Regions from separate parts of the Oryctolagus cuniculus genome. Here region 1 is linked to region 2. Evidence: chromatin contacts called from public Hi-C data. All regions are on one chromosome and are shown on one strand. The core of a region is the stretch at or near the end of the contact, and the rest is flanking DNA. Distances in the headings are between cores, read along the strand shown.

Evidence for each region. Hi-C and Micro-C count contacts between places; a contact is called where the count stands out from the background.
Region 1: a contact with region 2 is called in a Hi-C map of embryonic fibroblasts, with 2.9 times the contacts expected there. The contact joins the promoter of ENTPD1 here to the enhancer-like site in region 2. A contact is called at or near these places in 2 of 6 Hi-C or Micro-C datasets (embryonic fibroblasts and an unstated tissue).

What each region holds. Positions count from the first base shown.
Region 1 is chr15:33,974,784-33,982,401 of mOryCun1.1, forward strand. ENTPD1 (ectonucleoside triphosphate diphosphohydrolase 1) reads right to left here and starts at 2,189. Exons shown (of 9, transcript XM_051824023.2): 1 at 1,971-2,189; 2 at 946-967. The coding sequence starts at 967. TCTN3 (tectonic family member 3) reads left to right here and starts at 2,356. Exons shown (of 14, transcript XM_070057496.1): 1 at 2,356-2,656; 2 at 2,825-2,948; 3 at 3,230-3,348. The coding sequence starts at 2,383.
Region 2 is chr15:33,834,938-33,842,127 of mOryCun1.1, forward strand. ENTPD1 (ectonucleoside triphosphate diphosphohydrolase 1) reads right to left here. Exons shown (of 9, transcript XM_051824023.2): 6 at 3,311-3,470; 7 at 2,401-2,640; 8 at 1-98. Among named protein-coding and RNA genes, the nearest start is that of CC2D2B, 70 kb to the left of the region's middle. Within about 2 kb of position 2,549, at least 1 of the 8 cell types and tissues checked has an H3K27ac peak or open chromatin away from gene starts, as enhancers often do.

The DNA.
Region 1 (7,618 bases), core at 939-3,438, 140 kb after region 2:
CCCCCCCCCCCTTCTCTGTGTGTGTGTGTGTGTGTGTGTATCACTCTGCCTTTCAAATAAACAAATCTTTTCAAAAATTTTTTTCACATAATGCAGCACTGAGAATACACTTTCACGTTTTTTCATTATCAAGGTGTGTGCATGTATTCACAAGGGTGTAGACATCTAACTTTTCTGTAATTTTTAGATTTATGAAAGTGGGAAGAAGTGGAGAGAGGCTAACACTTGCTCTCAGTCTGCCATCTTGATCCAATCTACTGACTAGATTTCCACTCACACATTGAACTCCTTTAATCCAAAACACAGAGATCTGCTAGTATCATAGGATCTAATTTGGAAATCTCTACTTTGGAAGTGATGTTATATTAAACTACCTCAATTTAAGATATGATCTCCACATTAAACTGGCATCTGCATGACACGTGTGCATAAATTTTGCCCTCTTCAAAATTATCTTTCATATTTTAGTATTATATCTTAAAAAAATTAGAACTCAGCATTATGAAGATTGCTACAAACATGTAACAAAAAAAGCAACAATACAAATTATCTTCATGCTCAACCACAAGAAAATATAAAAAGAAAAATTTAATTTTTCTAAAATTTTAATATGCTTAAATTCAAAAATGACAAAAAGTAATTCAGATGATTCTGAAACTATTTTTATCATGTAACCTTGAAATTACTTCAATAAACAGACTCTTTCACCAACATTAATAAATTCAGGAATAATTTAACAACGATTGAGAGTCACAGTTCAAATTACAAACTTTGAAATCCAAAGTAGTTTTTGCTTAGATGTACAATAGAAATTTCATCAAAAGAAATGTAACCCTGAAAAAAATCATATTCATAAAAGTTAGTCTAAACAATCAAAGAAAATAATGTTTGATTTTTTGATATATTTTAAAAATATTTAATGCATATCTAACATGTCCTACTCACTGTTGAAGGCATGGGGATACATCTGTGAACAAAATAGACAAAAAAAATCCCTGTTTTGTAGAGTTTATATTCTAATACATATAATTTGAATAATCTGAAGTTGACCTTTTCTCATAGAAATTAGTAAGGCAGATAAACATTTTAATGTCAAACACAAATATGCACTTTATTTCATCACCTAGTCACACAAAAATGTTTGCAAATAGTCACAACACAGGGATACATTTAGCTATTGAGTTCAAAACATTGGAAAATCAAGACCTTGTCAAGGAACGTGAGCACAGTCAAGTGGCCTAAAACTTACCTGCTTAAGAGATTCACCTAGAAAGGAAGGCCTTGGCCAGACACCAGACTTTAGATAACTCTAAACAGTCTTAATTTATAGCCCAGGCCAAGCAACTGAAATAATCCAGATGTCAGAATTATAGAGAAAAGAAAATGCTAGGTCTAACAGGAGCAAATTCTTTAACTCTGAATTAAAATTTGGAAATTAAAAAGTCAGCTCCTCAGCCATGCCAGGCACATTTCACGCGGGCCACAGCCGCAGGGCTTGCTGCTAGCAGACCTGACAGGCTGGTAAGGATGATCCTAAGACCAGGAGTTCTCCTGGACGTGGCCCTCCACTCCCCAGCAAAACAAAACCAAGTGGCGGCTCATAACAGAGCATGGGTTTTCTTCGCTATTCCCTGCATTTTGTTTTCTCCTCTTCTAGAAAACATTTTTCTTTCTACTCACATTTTCCTTCCCTATCTCCTCACATTTCCCCTTCTCTTTTTTATTCCCAATTTTCCTTCTTTCAACACTTTTTCCAGCAACAATAACGCAGTTCATCTTTAATAATGTTGAAGCATTTATGGAGTTTTGAAATTTTTTTTCTCAATGTTAAACTTCAAGAAGCTGAAAGAACAGTATTTTAATGTGTTTCCAAAAGCATGTACTTAGAGGAGACACTTCCTAGGGTACGGGACTCTGGGTGTGTTTCACTCCCTTGACACCAGTATCCTTCCATAGAGAGGATTTCTCACCGCAGGAATCAGGGGAGGAAAAGACGTGCAAACCTCGTTCCTGCCACTGCTGTTTCCGCTCCTCCGGGCGGCCCGGTCTGCGCGGGACTCCGGCCCTAGCTGGTGGCCCGACCTCCTACTGTCCTCTAGCGGAGAGAAGGGACAAGGCTTCCCTACCCCGGTGCGGTTGCCAGGCGACGGAGGCTGTGCCCGGGCCGGCCCGAGGAGGACGGCCCATACCCTAGGATGCTGAAAGAGCTGTAACAACACCGCTTCTTATTGGCTGGAGACCGCTCCGCGCTCGCCATGAGCCAATGAGCAAACGCATGCGCGTGACGTCAGACGCTATGCGACTCCTCCCACCCCGCGCTCTAGCAACGCGTCTGGAGACGGCGGAGGCTCCTGTTGGACCCTCGGGCGAGTGGCCTGCCCTATGTGCGCCAGGCAGCTCGTGCTACTACAGGTGTTCTTCCTGATGCAGCCCCAGGGCGTCCAGCCTCAGTCGTCTGCCTCACCGTCAGAAACAGCGCCCACTTCTTCGGTCCCGGGGCCGGGCACGCCGGGCACGCCGGGCACGCCGGGCGGGACCCTCCAGCCCACCTCGGAGGGGACCACAGCTTCCTCGGCCGGGCCTGAACTCTCTACGGTGGACTCGACCCTGGTGACCCCTTCGGCGCCTGGGAATAAGACCGTGGACCTCTTCCCAGGTGAGGGGAAGGGTTGTGGGGGTGAATCACTCGCTTCTTAGGTGTAAAGTCCTATAAACAAGGTTCAGCTTGCCACGAAGGTGTGGGGCTCTCGGAAGAGGGGGGATTAGTGCATGGAAGACTAATGGCCTCATGCCACCCGCTCTACTTCCTGTTGTCCTTTCGTAGTCCTACCGGTCTGTGTCTGTGACTTGACTCCTGGCACCTGCGACTTGAATTGCTGCTGCGACAGGGACTGCTATCTCCTCCACCCGAGGACGGTGTTCGCCTTCTGCCTCCCTGGCAGCGTCAGGTGAGCCGCGGTGCCCAAAACGAATCCCAGAGGAGCCTGGGCCCCGCAGTGGGTGCCGGGTGGAAGTAACAGTTCACCTGCCTGCCGCTTGCCCCCACCTCCGCTCCGAGGACGTGGGCTTGGTTTTTCCCAGCTGCGACCTTCCTTTGCTGATTTCACAGAGTGGAGCTGTCCAGTGTTGCCCTACAGCCTCTCTGACACCTGACTGACAGCCCTGGGGAACCTGTCTTCAGACCGACCCCTCCCCATCTAAGTATCTTCTCCATCCTCTTTCCTCGTAGGTCTTCAAGCTGGGTGTGTATAGACAACTCTCTGATCTTCAGGAGTAATTCCCCGTTTCCTTCGAGAGTTTTCTTGGATTCAAATGGAATCCAACAGTTCTGTGTCCATGTGAACAACAGTGAGTAGAGACACACATCAGCTGCTCTTGTGTAAGGTGTATTGGGAATTGGCTTTGTCTTTGGGCTACCCTTCCCGTTCTTTTATTTTTTTTTTTTTTATTTTTTGACAGGCAGAGTGGACAGTGAGAGAGACAGAGAGAAAGGTCTTCCTTTGCCGTTGGTTCACCCTCCAATGGCCACTGCGGCCGGCGCGCTGCGGCCGGCGCACCACGCTGATCCGATGGCAGGAGCCAGGTACTTCTCCTGGTCTCCCATGGGGTGTAGGGCCCAAGCACTTGGGCCATCCTCCACTGCACTCCCTGGCCACAGCAGAGAGCTGGCCTGGAAGAGGGCCAACTGGGACAGAATGTGGCACCCCTACCAGGACTAGAACCTGGTGTGCCGGCGCTGCAAGGCGGAGGATTAGCCTAGTGAGCCGCGGCGCCTGGCCCACCCTTCCCGTTCTTTATAAACCTCTATTTTCATCCTTTAGATCTCTACCATTCTCCTTGTTCTTCCACCTCATCCCTGCCTTTTCTCTCTCTCTGCCTTGTTAGCAAATCTTTGCCATTTCTTGGGGTACACTTGCTGTGGATCAGAGAACTCTTACAGAACTTCAGTTTAGATGCTTTTAGTCATTCCGTTAAGTTCCTGTAATCCCAAGTAACCAATATCCCTCACTTACTACCATCTCCATGAGGGCATTCCATAAATCCCCACTGCTTGACACACAGTTGGCACCAGATAACATGTGAATGAATATCTTTGACAAATGAGCCTGTGCCTACCTTGTTTTTAATTTTATAAGTTAACAGTGTATGGGAAGGAGCATTATATAGGATCTCAGGCCTACCATTCATTTCCTTGCCATCTGCACAGACTTGAGCAAATCCCTCTATTTCCAGGCTAGTTTCTTCAATTGTGAAGTGAGAACTAATGTCACTGGCCCTGGTTGAGAAAGTGCCCTGTAACTGTAGAGTACAGTAAAGGATGAGAGATGGCAGTCATTGGTGTTTTTAATGGACTAAGAAATTTGCTAGTGATGGCTGCAACTTTTTTTAATATTTTTTCAATTTATTTGAGAGGTAGAGTTACAGACAGAGAGAGGGAGAGACAGAGAGAGAGGTCTTCCATCTGCTGGTTCACTCCCCAAATGGCGGCAACAGCCAGAGCCGGGCCAATCCAAAACCAGGAACCAGGAGCTTCTTCTGGGTATCTCCTGTGAGTGCAGCGGCCCAGGCACTTGGGCCATCTTCTGCTGCCTTCAAGCCATAGGCAGAAAGCTGGATTGGAAGAGGAGCAGCTGGGACTTGAACCGGCACCAATATAGGATACTGGTGCCACTGGCCCCTGGCTGTAACATTTCTAAAGGTAATGCAGCTAATATATCTTTTTGTAAACGTTGATGAAGCGGCTGGCCGCGGCTCACTAGGCTAATCCTCCGCCTTGCGGCGCCGGCACACCAGGTTCTAGTCCCAGTCGGGGCGCCGCATGCTGTCCCGGTTGCCCCTTTTCCAGGCCAGCTCTCTGCTATGGCCAGGGAGTGCAGTGGAGGATGGCCCAAGTGCTTGGGCCCTGCACCCCATGGAGGACCAGGAGAAGTACCTGGCTCCTGCCTTCGGATCAGCGCGGTGCGCCGGCCGCAGCGCGCCAGCCGTGGCAGCCATTGGAGGGTGAACCAACGGCAAAAGGAAGACCTTTCTCTCTGTCTCTCTCACTGTCCACTCTGCCTGTCAAACAACAACAACAACAAAAAAGTAAATGTTGATGAAGCAAGATGATGTTCACACACAGCGTAGATTTAAATGTTCCCTTGCAACATGAAAGTCAACCCACCTGGATTTCATCTGACTGTTAGGAAAGAAATTGCAAAGGACCAGTTTTTGTTTTCTGTGAACTTGAATTGGAAGCAATTTATCAGGAGACCAATGTCTGTATAGGTTGTAAAGAGGGTAAAGGGACCAGAATGATTACTTCATTTTAAGACAAGGCTGTTCCTTCCTTTGTAAACCTATTGCCTTCTAGAGCCAGCTTTGTGGTCTTGGAACAGGGCTACTGTCATGGTGTCCAGCTGGTGCTCCCTCCTTTTAATCTATACTCTAGCCTTCCATACCGTCATGCACTCTGCTTCTGGACCAGTATATCTGAACAACATCTGAGAATATGGCCACTCCCAGAAATATTACTGGGTTGTTATGAATGAAGCTTCCCTGAATGAGGCCGGGAGATGGATTAGTTTAGTCTGAAGAGGCAGCAGCTGCCCTTTGGTTCTGATTGTTTGCCTCCTTCCCTCTCACATACACATACAGCACACAAAATCATGGAGAATCACTGTACTAGATTAATCTTCCCATAACATCACATTATGTTGTTTCCTTATTTAGACATATCCATTAATTTCCCACCACTTATAGAACTATGTAAAGCCAGCATTGTGGCATTGCAGGCTAAGCTGTCACCTGCAACGTTAGCGTCATATACAGGCAGCAGTTTGAGTCCCAGCTGCTCCTCTTCCAATCCAGCTCCCTGCTAATGCACCTGGGAAAGCAGCAGAGGATGGCCCAAGTGCTTAGGCCACTGCACCCACATGGGAGACCCAGATGAAACTCCAGGCTCCTGGCTTTGGCCTGGCACAGCCTCAGCCATTGCAGCTATTTGAGGGAGTGAACCAGGAAATGGAAAATCTCTCTCTCAACTCTTTCAAATATAAATAAAAAATACATCTTCAAAACAAACAAAAAACCTGTGTCCAGTTTCTTTAGCCTGACAATCAAGGTGCTCTCAGGTTTTATCCAGCTTCTGTTTCCAGGCTTTTCTCCCATTACGGTCTTCATTGAACATCTGTGTTGGCCAGACTCATCTACTTGTTGTCCTCAGGAGACTTCCCAAACGTGCATTTGCTTAAATTCTTGGCTCAGCTATTCCTCTTTGTCTTTCATTTTAATTTCCCAGCTCTTCCAAAAGTCCTTTCTTGCTCACGTATCAGAAGTGAACCCATCCTCAAAAATTTTAAGGCAGTTATCTTTTGAGTCATTCCTTTGGAACTTAAAGGATCCCTTGTATTGTTATCAGTTTATGTGAACTTCATGTCTCCCCAGGTAAATTGCCAGCACCTGGAGAGGATGCACCATATCTTTATGTGCCCATAGAGATCGTATCTACTGATAAATTATTAATAGAGGATGTTCTTAGTCTAAGTCCATTTGTACAATAGCCTGGAAAGAACCCTAGACCATGTATTAAGAGGTCTGCGATCTGTGGCCTTTTGTAATTCTTTTACCTCTGAGGATCCAAATTTTCTATGGGATTGAGTCAGATGGTCTCTGGGTTTCCTTCCACATCTGAAATTGTATTAATTAAATCTAAATATCTTTAAACTCTGTTAGGTATAATACGCTTTGTATGATAGCAAAATTTTGGCAAAAACTCCATTTATTCTCCTCCTTATTTGCCTTATCTCTGCTTACCACCAATATCCCTGCACAGCAGTAAGATACAAAATGTTAATTTCCTCTTATTCATTTAAGCCATGAAAAATTGCCAAATGGATATTTGCCATCTCAGCTCATCTTCTTCATGAGCTTCTTTTGTTAGCTTAATTTTTTTTTTTTTTTTTTTTTTTTTTGGACAGGCAGAGTAGACAGTGAGAGAGAGAGACAGAGAGAAAGGTCTTCCTTTGCTGTTGGTTCACCCTCCAATGGCCACCACGGCCGGTGCGCTGAGGCCTGCGCACCGCGCTGATCCCATGGCAGGAGCCAGGTGCTTCTCCTGGTCTCCCATGGGGTGCAGGGCCCAAGCACTTGGGCCATCCTCCACTGCACTCCCTGGCCACAGCAGAGGGCTGGCCTGGAAGAGGGGCAACCGGGACAGAATCCGGCGCCCCGACCGGGACTAGAACCTGGTGTGCCGGCGCCGCTAAGCAGAGGATTAGCCTAGTGAGCCACGGCGCCGGCTTGTTAGCTTAATTTTAACTTTGATTTATAAGGATACAAATTGCTGAATTTTACATGAGGAAAATAGTCTTTAATGTGGTTTTCAGCATATGAGTTCCTGGAAGATTCATAGTTTGAAGATTGCAGATCAAAGCATCACCTGTTTCAAAGCAATGCTTTTTCAAACTCTACATATGCATGCACATCACCTGGAGATCCTGTTAACATGCAAATTCCGACTCTGTGGGTCTAGGGAGTGACCCTCAGGTCTGCATTTCTGACAAGTTTCCAGGTTTTAATATATGCATCTTATTTTGAGTAACAGGGATCTAGTGAGTGAGAATTCTGAGAGGCCCCA
Region 2 (7,190 bases), core at 1,299-3,798:
CTCTTGGTACAGGGGGTCCTGTAAAGGTCACTTATGTTCACTACCCTTTCATATCCAGGGTGGAAGCACGGGTCTTTAAGGATTCCATTACTTGTATCCTAAATGGAAAAATCAATTGAAGGCATCACGTGTGAATGTTTGGGGTACAAAAGGAACAGTCTGACTTTAACAATGCATATGTATTTTATAACATCCCAGCACTTAGCCCTGACATCAATATGTCCATGCCCTGTCCTTTTCATCCGTGGGAATAAGTAAAAAAAAAAAAAGAAGAAGAAGAGGAAAGAGGGAAGAGGGAAGAGGAAGAGGAGGAGGAGGAGGAGGAGGAAGAAGAAGAAAGAGGGAAGAGGAAGAAGAGGAGGAGGAAGAGGAGGAGGAAGAGGAGGAGGAAGAAGAGGAGGAGGAGGAGGAAGAAGAGGAGGAGGAGGAGGAAGAAGAGGAAGAGGAGGAGGAGGAAGAGGAAGAGGAGGAGGAGGAGGAGGAGGAAGAGGAGGAGGAAGAGGAGGAGGAGGAAGAGGAAGAAGAGGAAGAGGAGGAGGAAGAGGAAGAAGAGGAGGAGGAGGAGGAAGAGGAAGAAGAAGAGGAAGAGGAGGAAGAGGAAGAGGAAGAAGAAGAAGAGGAGGAGGAAGAGGAAGAAGAGGAAGAGGAAGAGGAAGAGGAAGAAGAAGAAGAAGAAGAAGAAGAAGAAGAAGAAGAAGAAGAAGGTGGTTTGTATAACAGGCACCAGAAGTAGTTTCAGATATAAATGTATTTGTCTATTTATAGACTGTCCATGTAGTGAAAACAGGGCCCAGAAATGCCATTAGTCTGGAATGTCCCTTGTGCTTAGTCCCGACCGCATAGATCAGAAGCAGATTCACAATGAAAACTTTTAAGACTCTCAAAATGTTGAGCCTGAGAGTAGTTTCCCAGTAGCCTTCATACAGTACCCTTCTCTACTCCTCAAGGAGAGAATCAGGAGCTCCAAGAGCTGGCAGGGCCCTTAGGTCATTTACGCCAGCAGTATCAAAATGTTTTGGTAGGGTTTTCTCTGGTATTTTTTTTATTTCTAAACTTTGGATTAACATGTAATACTTGTACTTTTTTAAGGGATACATGAAACATTTCAGTAATTATTCATAGCTTAAACTGACCATACCAGGCAATCAGCCCTTCCATTTCCTTATCTTTTCTTTGTATAGAGATACCTGCACTCTATGTACATTTTAGCACCATTTACAATAGCCAAGATATGGAATGAAGCTGGGTTTCCATCACTGGATGAATGCATAAAGAAAATGTGATAGATATAGATATATACATATATATATATATAATGGAATATTTTTCTGCCTTAAAAAGGATAATATCTGGACATTTTCAGCAAAATGAATGGAACTGGAGATCATATGTTAAGTGAAATAAGTCAGACATAGCCAAATATCACATGGCCTCTTTTATATTTCTGTGTGAACGTGTGTGTATGTGTGTGTGTATACGGATAAACATTTGATCTAAATGTAAAAGATTACTAGAGGCCAGGCAGGGAGCGAGGGAGGGGATAAGAGAGATTGGATAATGGATGCCAAAACACAGTACGGTGGAAGTAACGGGTTCTGGTATTTTGCAGTACAGCAGGGTGACTATGGCTCATCGTGACATATTATATTCTGTGTCAAAGTGGTTTTTTATACAACTACAAGAGAAGAAAAGGGTTTGCTGTGGTAAGAAGCTTGGTGGAGCTTTGAGGTTCAGTGGGCATCTCTCTGTAGCCCCCACTCGTGGTTGTCAGAACCAGAGGGTGCCTTGGAAGAGCAAAGAATTGGTTGTCTTTTCAGTAGCGATGGATGTAACACCCTCACTCTGTTTGTCAGGGTGTGCCTAGTACTTGCATGACATTCAGAATGTTTAACTTTTCTTGCCTTCAAAAAATGCAGAAAGCATCTGGGGACAAGATTTCAAGTGTTGATAAATTCTGTTTACTTTCTGAAGTGCTTTTTTTTGTCAATCCTATTCTCCAGGTCAAATCTAACAATCTGTTTCCTGTAATGTGTAGGAAAGAGAAATTAAAAAGTAGTCTAGACAGGTTTATAAATTGCAGTGTTCTGCCTTCCTCCCTCTCCAATAGTACTCCAGCATGTAACTTCCATTATCAACTTCACAGGGGTGAGAAATTAATTCTTAAGAGAGGCTCTGAGTGGTGTCCTTGGAGATAGTACAGTAAACAAACAAAGGAGGGGAAGTGTTTGGATGGAATCATTGACAGGGGTCGACCAGATGTATGATAGTCTGCCTGAAAAGATTTGGAAAGTACAATAACCAACTTCAGACCAATTACTGAATTATAAAGAGAAAACAACAGGATGTGGGGGCTGGAAGCCCAGATGTGGGAAGGGCAGGGCTGGATTCAGTTATACTTGCCTCAATGTCCTTGGCCAGTTTCTGCAAGAGTGCTTGATCCTTCCCATAGCACAAGAAGCTGTGTGTGTATACGTTGTAGTCCCTGCCATAGAGGCGAAATTGCAAAGAGTTGTCTGGGGACTCAATAGTTTCATTACTTGGGGGCACAAAAGTGATTTGTGTAGAGGCTCCCCCAAGGTCCAGAGCTCCATAGGTTTGTTTCTCTTCTTCATGTGAGACCAGACCATACCAACTTGATTTCTGAAAGAGAGGACAGTCACCAGCACAAGAAGCCTCTTGGCATCCTGCTTTCAACACTATTTCTTGGACTCAGGAACTTCCTAAGGCAAAGAAGCAGGGGCAGAAAGGTGAGACAAAGCTCACTGGAGGTTTCTGAGTCTGCATCAAATTAACAGGAAGAAAAGAGAGGCTTCAAAGAGAGCTCAGATGGCAGCAGCACAGTAGAATAGCAGATATGTCCAGTAGTATCACAGGGCATCTCAATTCAACTCTCCACTCACCTGCTCACTAACTGTGAGACCCTGGATAGAATAAGTGCCCTCTTTCAATATCATTTGGGACTCTAATCTAGAGATAATAAGAAAGCTTCATACTATTGTTCTGAGGATGAAGTCAAACAGCACAGGAAAAGTGCTTAGCACAGCACAAGACATACAGAACTAGGCAAATATTAGCAACTCTGAATAACAGAATTTTACTTTCCTCTATATCCCCTTAAAGTACAAATACGGCTTCTTATCCGCCAATAGTAGATGTTCTCATAAGAGAATTATGCCTCTAGAGAATCTTACAAAAGTGGGAGTACATTCTTTCACTCATTCATTCTAGCTAGTGGCACAAGCACTGCCTGTGGTAAGCAATGGCCATGTTCTACAAAAAGCCACTTCCAAGGGTGCTGTGAGTTATTCACCTGAGGGAAATTTCCCATAAGATAGTTGATGGTAATCCAGCCATAGGCACCTTCCTCTTGGCCAGTGATGATCCGGGCACCCTGGAAGTCAAAGGGGTACTCGTCGAGGGTCTTCGACACCATATCCAGGATCTTGTCTGCCACTGTTTCACTTTCATCCCTACACAAAGGAAGAGCTGAAGCTATCATTTTTGTTTCAGTAATTCTACCTTCCCACTTCAGCTAGGACTTCCGCTCAGTGTTCCTAGGAAGTAAACACTGGAATAAGCAGAGAGATGGGGCTCCCTAAATATGACTGTCAGAGGAACCCTCCTTTGGGATGAGACAAGACCAATCTTTTAACTCACTCCTCTCTCTCTCAGAAACCAAATCTTTCTGATCCTTGTATAGGTTGGTCTTATTAAAATGCCATTTTCATTCTACTGTTTTCTGGCTCAAAAAGTTGATAACAGTTCATAAAATTACTATGGTGGTAGTGGTAGCCAGCATTGTTTTATCACAACACCTAGTGCTGATGTGTGCTATATTAGTCATTACTGGTGGCTCCCACATGACTATACAGTTCTGCTGAGGTTTCAACTAGGGCTCTGGTAGAAATAAGGTAGAAAATGACCTCAGGCAAGTACCCAACTTCCTCTTCTGCCAGACTCAGGAAATCCTTATATTTTTCCCTGGTTCTTGGGTCAGCTTGAGGCCTTGAGGTCTAAAGAAAGAGTCTTTCCGGGTTGTCATAATAAAGATGGAATGAATTGCCTCCAAGATCGAGGCTATGCAATACTGAGGGCTTCGGAGTGACAGGATGCTACTTCCAACTTGGATTAGAGCCCTGTAATCTCTTGTCCTAATGGCTTCCTACTGTATGCCTAGCTGTTATCCCTAGCCTTCCTCACTTTGATTCATCTTCTCTACCAGTGTCACCTGTTGTGTAACAAACTTTGATGGCTTCCCCACTATCTCCAAGATTGCCCCCAAAATTCCTAGCATGGGCCATTGTGATCTGGACCCAGCCTTCTCAGAATCCCACATAGAACTCCAGCTCTACCACTTACTAGGAATGTGACTTCAGGTGAGTTAACAACATTTGTAAGCCACAGCCTTTTTCTCTGGTTAATGACAGTTAATAATTCTTATTTCATAGAGTTGTTGTGATGGTTAAACAACTGCCTAGCACAGTGCTAAGTTCACAGCAAGGGCTCAATAACTATGAGCTGCTATGATTGTTACAACTTTTTTAAGAAAGATTTATTTATTTGAGCCGGCGCCATGGCTCAATAGGCTAATCCTCCACCTTGCGGCGCCGGCACACCGGGTTCTAGTCCCGGTCGGGGCCCCGGATTCTGTCCCGGTTGCCCCTCTTCCAGGCCAGCTCTCTGCTATGGCCAGGGAGTGCAGTGGAGGATGGCCCAGGTGCTTGGGCCCTGCACCCCATGGGAGACCAGGAAAAGCACCTGGATCCTGGCTCCTGCCATCGGATCAGCGCAGTGCGCCGGCTGCAGCGGCGGCCATTGGAGGGTGAACCAACGGCAAAGGAAGACCTTTCTCTCTCTGTCTCTCTCTCTCACTGTCCACTCTGCCTATCAAAAAACAATAAAAAAAAAAAGAAAGATTTATTTATTTGAAAGACAGAGTTACAGAGAGAGGTAGAGACAGAGAGAGAGGTCTTCCATCCGCTGGTTCACTCCCCAGTTGGCTGCAATGGCTGCAGCTGTGCCGATCTGAAGCCAGGAGCCAGGAGCCTCCTCCGGGTCTCCCACGTGGGTGCACGGGCCCAAAGACTTGGGTCATCATTTACTGCTTTCCCAGGCCATAGCAGAGAGCTGGATCAGAAGTGGAACAGCTGGGACTAGAACCAGCGCCCATATGGGATGCCGGCACTTCAGGCCAGTGCCTTAACCCTCTGCACCACAGCGCCCACCCCTATGGTTAGGATTTTATAACACACAGAACTGTGCAGAACTATTTACTTTCCTTTGAATACACCCTGATCTCTCATGTTTCCCCACCTTTGAACATTCATTAGAAATCAGGCTCCATGTAGCCAGGGACATCGTCTTGTTCAAAGCTGTCTCCCCAGCACTTAAAAGAGTCCCTGACACATAACAGGTGCTGAAAGAAGAGCTGGTTGCTGAACACATGCTGTCTTCTCGGCCTGTAGTGCCTTCCCCCAGCCTCCAACTTGTCCTCTGTGATTAAGCGCATGTATATTCCTCTCTGGTAAGTCTTCTAGGTCTGCTTTCATCTTACAAAGGGCCCAATGTGCTCCCATGGCAAGTCTGAACACTCCTCTATTAAAGAATTAATCTGAGGGCCTGGTTCAAGTTCTGGCTCCTCTGCTTCCAAGCTAGCTTTCTGCTAATGTGCACACTGAGAGGCAGTAGGTGATGGTTCAAGTGCTTGGGTTCTGGATATCCACAAGGGAGACCCAGACTGAATTTTAGACTTCTGGCTTCAGACTGGCCCAGCCCTAGATGTTGTAGGCATTTGGGGAATGAATCAGCGGATAGAAGATCACGTTCTCTCTCTCTTAATCTTCCTGCCTTTCAAATAAAATAAAAATAAATAAATAACAACTTAAAAAAAAAACTCATCACCTTGTATAGAAATTCTGATTTCCTTGAGGGCCAAGTCACCTAATTTTATATTCAAAGACAGAGTAAGCAGAACCAACCCTTAGGGCATTCTGGTCTGGCTGAAAAGTCCATGAGAGCATTTCAGGCATGGGAAGCCAAGACACTGTGGGTAAAAATGTCCTACATGAAGGACATCAGTGGTGAGACTCCAGTGGAAAGAAGGGGTCATCAAAGAAGGAAGTAGTTTTCTCTGAAAGGAGGAGACAATTCCCACTCTGCTTATGACCTTGTCTAAATACTGACAGAGTTCGTGGATTCAAAAGGCTTCCATAGCCTAGGCAGCTCATATCAAGAGCCTCGGGTGATCACTGACATCATACATAACAGTATTGTTAAATTAACAACAGGAGTCACTGTGCACTAACTTTCCATGTAGGACCTCTGTCCTCAAAGAGTTGTATTATAATTATGTCTAAGTGCTCACAAAAGATGTATCACTCTTGGGTGCTTCTTTAAATTTAATTAAGTTTATTTAGAAAAAAAAGAAGTGAAATTAACTTCAAGATGCAAAGACTTTGAACAACCCCTGTCTCCACTGCTGAAGAACAGTTTTTTTGTGTGCAAATTATTGAACACTTTACTTAGTATAGAGTTGGTCTTCTGTGTATAAAGTTAATCAAAAATGTATCTTAGTGGAGAATGGGACTGGGAATGGGAAAGTGAGGAGGAGGTGTGGGAGTTGGAGTGGGAGGGCAGGTATGGTGGGAAGAATCGCTATATTCCTAAAATTGTACTTATGAAATGCATGAAGTTCATATTCCTTAAATAAAAGGTTTCTTTGGGGGAAAAAAAAAACAAAGACAGAGTAAGGTACTCAACACACTGAATAAATGAAAGAGGAACAAAAGGACAAACGATGCACACAGGTGCCCATGAACATGTGCTAGTGGTGATTATTCGTCTTGAGATAACTCTTGAGTGACTTCTGGTGCTCCTCCTCTCAGAGGTTGATTGGCTAAATCTCTTGCCCCAAATTCCAGTGTACATAGTTTAGTCTTCTTCTGAGGCTCCCTCCCCATTGAATTCCTCATGGGATGATAGGCAAAAGGTCTTTTATTTTTACATTCTTAAAATCACCCCATTATACATACTAAAAGTTGGGGAATTTTACTTGCCTATTGAAATTTTCTTTCTTAGGTATGGACTTTGGGATTTTTAGAATTCGGTGTGTTACATAAATGAGACCAAGAGTCTGCTAATAATAATAGATAGAATTAAAAAGGAGAGAACGATCCAACATGGGAATCAGG